Linked DNA regions of Mus musculus: region 1 is linked to region 2. Evidence: chromatin contacts called from public HiChIP or PLAC-seq data. All regions are on one chromosome and are shown on one strand. Each heading gives the region's core, a stretch centred on a gene start, on an enhancer-like site or on the middle of the called end of the contact. The rest is flanking DNA. Distances are from core to core; before and after follow the strand shown. Region 1 has its middle 39 kb from the start of Gm40167. Region 2 overlaps Lpar3 (lysophosphatidic acid receptor 3).

What was found. HiChIP or PLAC-seq counts read pairs in DNA pulled down with a chosen protein or histone mark.
Region 1: a contact with region 2 is called in a CTCF HiChIP or PLAC-seq map of the NIH/3T3 cell line, with 10 read pairs. The contact joins two enhancer-like sites. A contact is called at or near these places in 1 of 15 datasets of contacts at CTCF or cohesin (the NIH/3T3 cell line), 3 of 484 Hi-C or Micro-C datasets (epidermal suprabasal cells and nephron progenitors) and 3 of 115 datasets of contacts at active chromatin or transcription factors (embryonic stem cells, forebrain and stem cell-derived neural progenitor cells).

The regions. Positions count from the first base shown.
Region 1 is chr3:146,306,040-146,308,814 of GRCm38.p6, forward strand. No RefSeq gene overlaps it. Among named protein-coding and RNA genes, the nearest start is that of Gm40167, 39 kb to the right of the region's middle. Within about 2 kb of position 1,427, at least 31 of the 459 cell types and tissues checked have an H3K27ac peak or open chromatin away from gene starts, as enhancers often do. A contact at or near this core is called in the NIH/3T3 cell line, where this site is marked.
Region 2 is chr3:146,224,272-146,226,971 of GRCm38.p6, forward strand. The region is part of intron 1 of Lpar3 (lysophosphatidic acid receptor 3); the gene reads left to right. Among named protein-coding and RNA genes, the nearest start is that of Lpar3, 4.7 kb to the left of the region's middle. Within about 2 kb of position 1,325, at least 34 of the 459 cell types and tissues checked have an H3K27ac peak or open chromatin away from gene starts, as enhancers often do. A contact at or near this core is called in the NIH/3T3 cell line, where this site is marked.

The sequences.
Region 1 (2,775 bases), core at 177-2,676, 82 kb after region 2:
TAGGGGATCAAACAACCCTTTTCTGGTCTCCTCAGGTACTGCACAAGATATGCACAGATGCACATGCAGGCAAAACACCCATAGACATAAAATATAAATAAAATGTCAAAAAAATTAAGGGAGATATGGCTCAGAGGTTGAGAGCTTATAGATGCTCTGCATCAGTTTCCTGCACCCACATCGGGTGCCTCAAATGGCCTACAAGTCCAACTCTGAGGGATTGAATCCCTCTTCTGTCCTCTGAGGGGACCCACACATATGTGCAAACACACACAACCACAGAAATAAAAATAAAACAACTCTTTTTAATGTATGCAACCAACTAGATATATAAATGGGGCTTTTAAGTATAATTTTTGTGTTTGTCTGAGCAGTTTTATCAAAGAAAGTAGCTGAAGTCACTCACAGATGCAGCCTACACTGCTCAGTTATCTATTGGGCAAATCTAGAACATTTGCCACAGGACAGACACTTTGCTGGTCCCCAGAAAGACACTGGCGAGAAGAAAACAAAGATCAGACTCAAGAAGAGCTGGGGGCTGGGGGCTGGGGGCTGGGGGCTGGGGGCTGGTTACTGCACCAGGAAGTACTCATAGGAGCGGGGGAGGGAGGGGGTGGCTGCACACCTCTTCTCCGTCCTGTCCAAACCACGGGACAATTCTCTCTTCATACTCACGACAATCAAAAAGTGCCTTAAGAATTGCCTTTGCTATGCCGGGGCCTAGCAAACACAGAAGTGGATGCTCACAGTCAGCTAATGGATGGATCATAGGGCTCCCAATGGAGGAGCTAGAGAAAGTAGCCAAGGAGCTAAAGGGATCTGCAACCCTATAGGCGGAACAACATTATGAACTAACCAGTACCCCGGAGCTCTTGACTCTAGCTGCATATATATCAAAAGATGGCCTAGTCGGCCATCACTGGAAAGAGAGGCCCATTGGACTTGCAAACTTTATATGCCCCAGTACAGGGGAACACCAGGGCCAAAAAGGGGGAGTGGGTGGGCAGGGGAGTGGGGGTGGGTGGATATGGGGGACTTTTGGTATAGCATTGGAAATGTAAATGAGCTAAATACCTAATAAAAAATGGAAAAAAAAAAAAGAATTGCCTTTGCATAGATTGCAGGGTCTGATATTAAATTCATTACTGTTATTGAAGTAGCTAAGAATCGATCGCTGCAAGCGTATTTGCATATGATGTGGCGATATGCAGATTATGTAAATAAGTTACAGTATACTTCAAAAATTATTACTATCCCAAGGCATACCTTTTGATCTTTTTAACTGATTGGGTTTTTTTTTTAGCTTATTTAATTTATTTGATACTGCTATAGACAGAAAATGTAAAGACGATAGTAGCCACAGAGAGATTGCTGGGCTGACAGGAAAATGACAGCTGTTGCTAGTGCTGTTACAAAGCACTCAGGCATGACAAAACTTCATTCCACAGTGCTGGATACAGACCGCAGAGGTCCCTGGCTCCCAGGGCACTGTGTTCTCTTGGCTGTCTTTTCCAAGTCTCCTTTACTGGCTTTCTTCTCTCCGTGACATCTGAATGTTGGTAGGCTTTTCCTCTGGCCCATTCTTCTCTTCTTATTCACACTCTGTGGCCATCTCAACCAGTCACATGACTTCAAGTATCTTCTACATGTTGGTAACTCTAATTGTATACTTAGAGCCAAGTCCTTTCCTTCTGAAACTTCACCCCATAGGGAAATTCCACTCTGATATTTAGAAAACATTTCCTCTCACCCCAAACCTGTTCAGTTTATCCCCCTGCTTCAGGCAGGGATCACACGAACCTCCACAGTGCTCACATCAAACACTGTAGTGTCTGCCTCAGCTTTTCTTCTTCTTACACCCTACCTCGGAAGCACCAACAAATCACTTCTCTTATTTCTCTGGTAGAAGGAGCATCTGACCCGTTTTTGCCACATCCCTGGCTACTCCCCACTCTGAGCTTTTCTCATCTTTGACTTTGCCTGGATTCCTACACAACCTCTGATTAGCCTCCCACATCTACCCTCTCCTCCTTACACCCAGGGCAGCTCTTTAGGATCCAGTCATAGCACTCTCTACTTTGAGCCATGACCTCTGCATCAGCTTTCCCCTCCAAGTTCAGTTCCTGCCCTGTGTGAGTTCAGTCCTGACTTCCTTTGGTGGTGAACAGCAGTATGGAAGTGTAAGCTGAATAAACCCTTTCCTCCCCAGCTTGTTTCTTGGTCATGATGTTTTGTGCAGGAATACAAACCCAGACTAAGACACAAATAAGCCTCAAATCCAAGGATAAATGATCTTGTAAGACACAGAAGACACACTGAGAAAAGGTGGCATGGAGACAGGGACAGAGAGGCCAGTGATGTGGCAACAAGCTAAGGTAGAAGGAGGGGTGCTAGCATCCTGCAGGGGAGCCCCACCCTTCCTGTACAACCCCAGAAGAGGCAGGCTCTCAGTAGCCCTTGATTTCAGATTCTGATAGGATTCTACCTCCTAAAGGTTGTGTGATCTCCTCAAACAGCAAGTCTAGCTGGGATCACATATTCCCACACAGCTTATGAGGAGTAGCCCGTATGCAAGCACAACAATGTTCAAGGAACCCAGCCTGTTACATATTAGGACTTTGTGTGAAGAGATCTGTATTTAGCATCTCGCATGCCTGGAATATTTAAGATAATTTCAGCTAATAGTGTGAGTAGCAAATTTAAAATTCTAACTTGTGTGTATGGTCTGTTTTTAAATGACAATTCTATTGCACATGGACAGCTAGTGAAATTCTC
Region 2 (2,700 bases), core at 75-2,574:
TGAGTATCACAATATTCCTGTGGGTGTCTTCAGGACCAAGTGGACATCATTGCCCTCTCTCCCCTGGCCTCTCTTCTGTTCTTTGAGGTCACATTAGACTTCAGGTTGGGAATTGTAAGCAGAGCTTAAGAAACTGCCCTGAATAGGAAGTTAATTGCTGAACCGAGATTACCTAACCACATGCAAGAGGAGGCACAGGGCAAAGTTCCAAGACTCTTTAAAGTGAAGGACCACGGTTCACCTCACCTTTCCTCTCAGTTCATTGTAGATGAACCCCAGGAGATAGCTACCCTCTTAAGGCCAGGAAGAGAATGGGAACAGACGTTTAGAGAGGGTAGACATGAAAACGGGCCCCTGATGCCTTGAGTTTTTAAGGCTCACTCTGCAAAGTGATAGCAGGACCAGAGCCTGGTCCTTGGCGATTTATGTCTTTCAGTCAGAAAGACTCCACAGAACCAGGAGTCATGAGAGTAGTTTTGCCTAAGGGAAAGGTTCCTACATCCTGGGTTGTAGCCACCTCCTCATCACGGTCCTCTTCCTTCTTTATTCCCTGTTCTGGTTTGGCTGTGTAACTCCTGCCCCCTAACTTGTCCTGTTTACCTACCCTCTGTCCCATTCTCACAGGTCTTATCTCCCCTCATCAGACATGACAGGCTGTATGCTACCCACCAGAACAGCCAGCCTTATTCTTCCCTGAGATTGTGAGGCGGGTTCTCTGTTTGCTCATCTGACAGTCTTATGTCCCTATTGTTCCTGAGACGCTAGGCTGGGTTCTTCTAGCCCTGGCTTTGACTCAGCCATTTGCTGACTTGTGGCGTTATAAAGGGATGTCTTGGCCAGTGGCAGGGAAATGGAATATGGATGTCATATAGTCTTGAAGAAGCATGCCGGGTTGCCCAAAGGCCTTCCAAGCAAATGTGTAGTCTTAGTAAAAGAAGTGAAAGTGCTTTATGAGTAAAACTTTAAGGCAATCCCTTGGCTTCGCTTCAAGACTCAAGTCTTGACAGCTAGTGAAAGTGTTGCAGAACAAAACTCCATTCTCAGACTCTTACAACAGAGGGTGCGTGCAGCCATCCTGTCTCATCTCTGGGCTTGTGACCTTGATCACCATTTTATTTTGTGTCTACTGGGTTGTCCCACCTTAAGCCAGCCTGTTTTCATTTCTGAGTTTATTACTGTTTATTGGGAAGGATTCTTGACTCTGTTCATGGGCTCTTCCTCACTGACCGTCCACATTGAGGGTTGTCTTGCACCTCTCAATGGCTTCTGCAGGAGTCATTCATGTCTGTGAGAGTTGCCAGGGGTGATTCATCCTTCCCACCACGCCTCCATGAGTAAGTTGGCATTCTCCTGTGAGGAGGAATGCCCCTTCTCAAGCCTGCACTCACTCACAGTAGGAAACACTCTGGAGACTCCTTTTGTATTCAGTTGAAATCTTACGTTTGTGTTTATCTTGATATTTATATTGAACTCACTGGAAATTCTGTGGTGCTTGGTTTTGCGTTTTTGTCATTTATTGAGCCTTCCTTCCTTCCTTCCTTCCTTCCTCCTTTCCTCCCTCCCTCCCTCCCTCCCTCCCTCCCTCCCTCCCTCCCTTCCTCCCTCCCTCCTTCCCTCCCTTTCTTTTTTTGCCAGTTCACCTTGTACTTTCTCTAAACTAGTATATCCTTTCTTTTAGTAGATGTTATTTTCTTCCTTTAAAACTGTGCATATTTAAGGTTTTGGTGTGACATTTTGTTATACTTATCTCAATACACATACGTACATCATAAAATAATGTCTATAGTTAAGCAAACATACTTTCATCTCATAGAGTTGTATATGCATGTGGGGTTATGTGTGTGTGCACATGTGTGTATTCAACGTGTGTGTGAAAAGCACCTAAAATCTGCCTTCTGGGCAAATTACCCCTACACATTACAATATTCCTGAGAATAGCCTTCAGCCATGCCCAATAGGTGGGAGGCCGTGGGGATGGGGACAGTACAAGGTTGCTGGATGACAAGGGAATGAGCCCAGTGATCCAGTGTGCAATGGGAGAAGAGTTGGAAGACATATGCCAAGCTTATGTGCCCCTTGTTGCCTGGCTTGTGATGGTTTCTCTAACTCTCACACACCTCTATAACACACACACCCCTCAATATTTGGCCGTGTGCTATAAAATGACAGTTGTTATGTAAGACCCAAGAAGAATCTTCCTTTTCCCTTTGTGCGTGTGTGGAGAGCTTCTCTGGCAATTGGAGAGTGGATCGCTGTTATCATGAATGTTTCTTCTTGTTTCCCTAGAGCAACCAGTCTCCCTGTCATGAAGGACCCTTCCCTGACTGACTTCTCTGTGTCCATCTCCCTCCCTGATTCCGTGGCTCTCAACTACAGACCATGCCTGTGTGCTGGCCTGCATGTGTTGTGTGCTGCGTGCATCCTAGTCATTCGGTGTCTCTAAATGTCTTGGAGTTTCTCTGGGAGGAGGTCAGAATTAGCCCTAGCCAAAGCCTACTGTGCTCTTATTACGGGCTTTCCGAGGGAATTTATAGTTTTATAAATGTCTTTGCATGGCCAGGGATGAGAGGAGTCACCCAGTGATCCCAGTGAGTGGCTGATCTCTAGGAGTCCTGGAACCTGCCCACCATACGCCCTCGGCTCTCCACGAGTTCAGATCCCAGCATCGACCAGAGGAAAGCCAAAGAAGGCAGAAAGTTA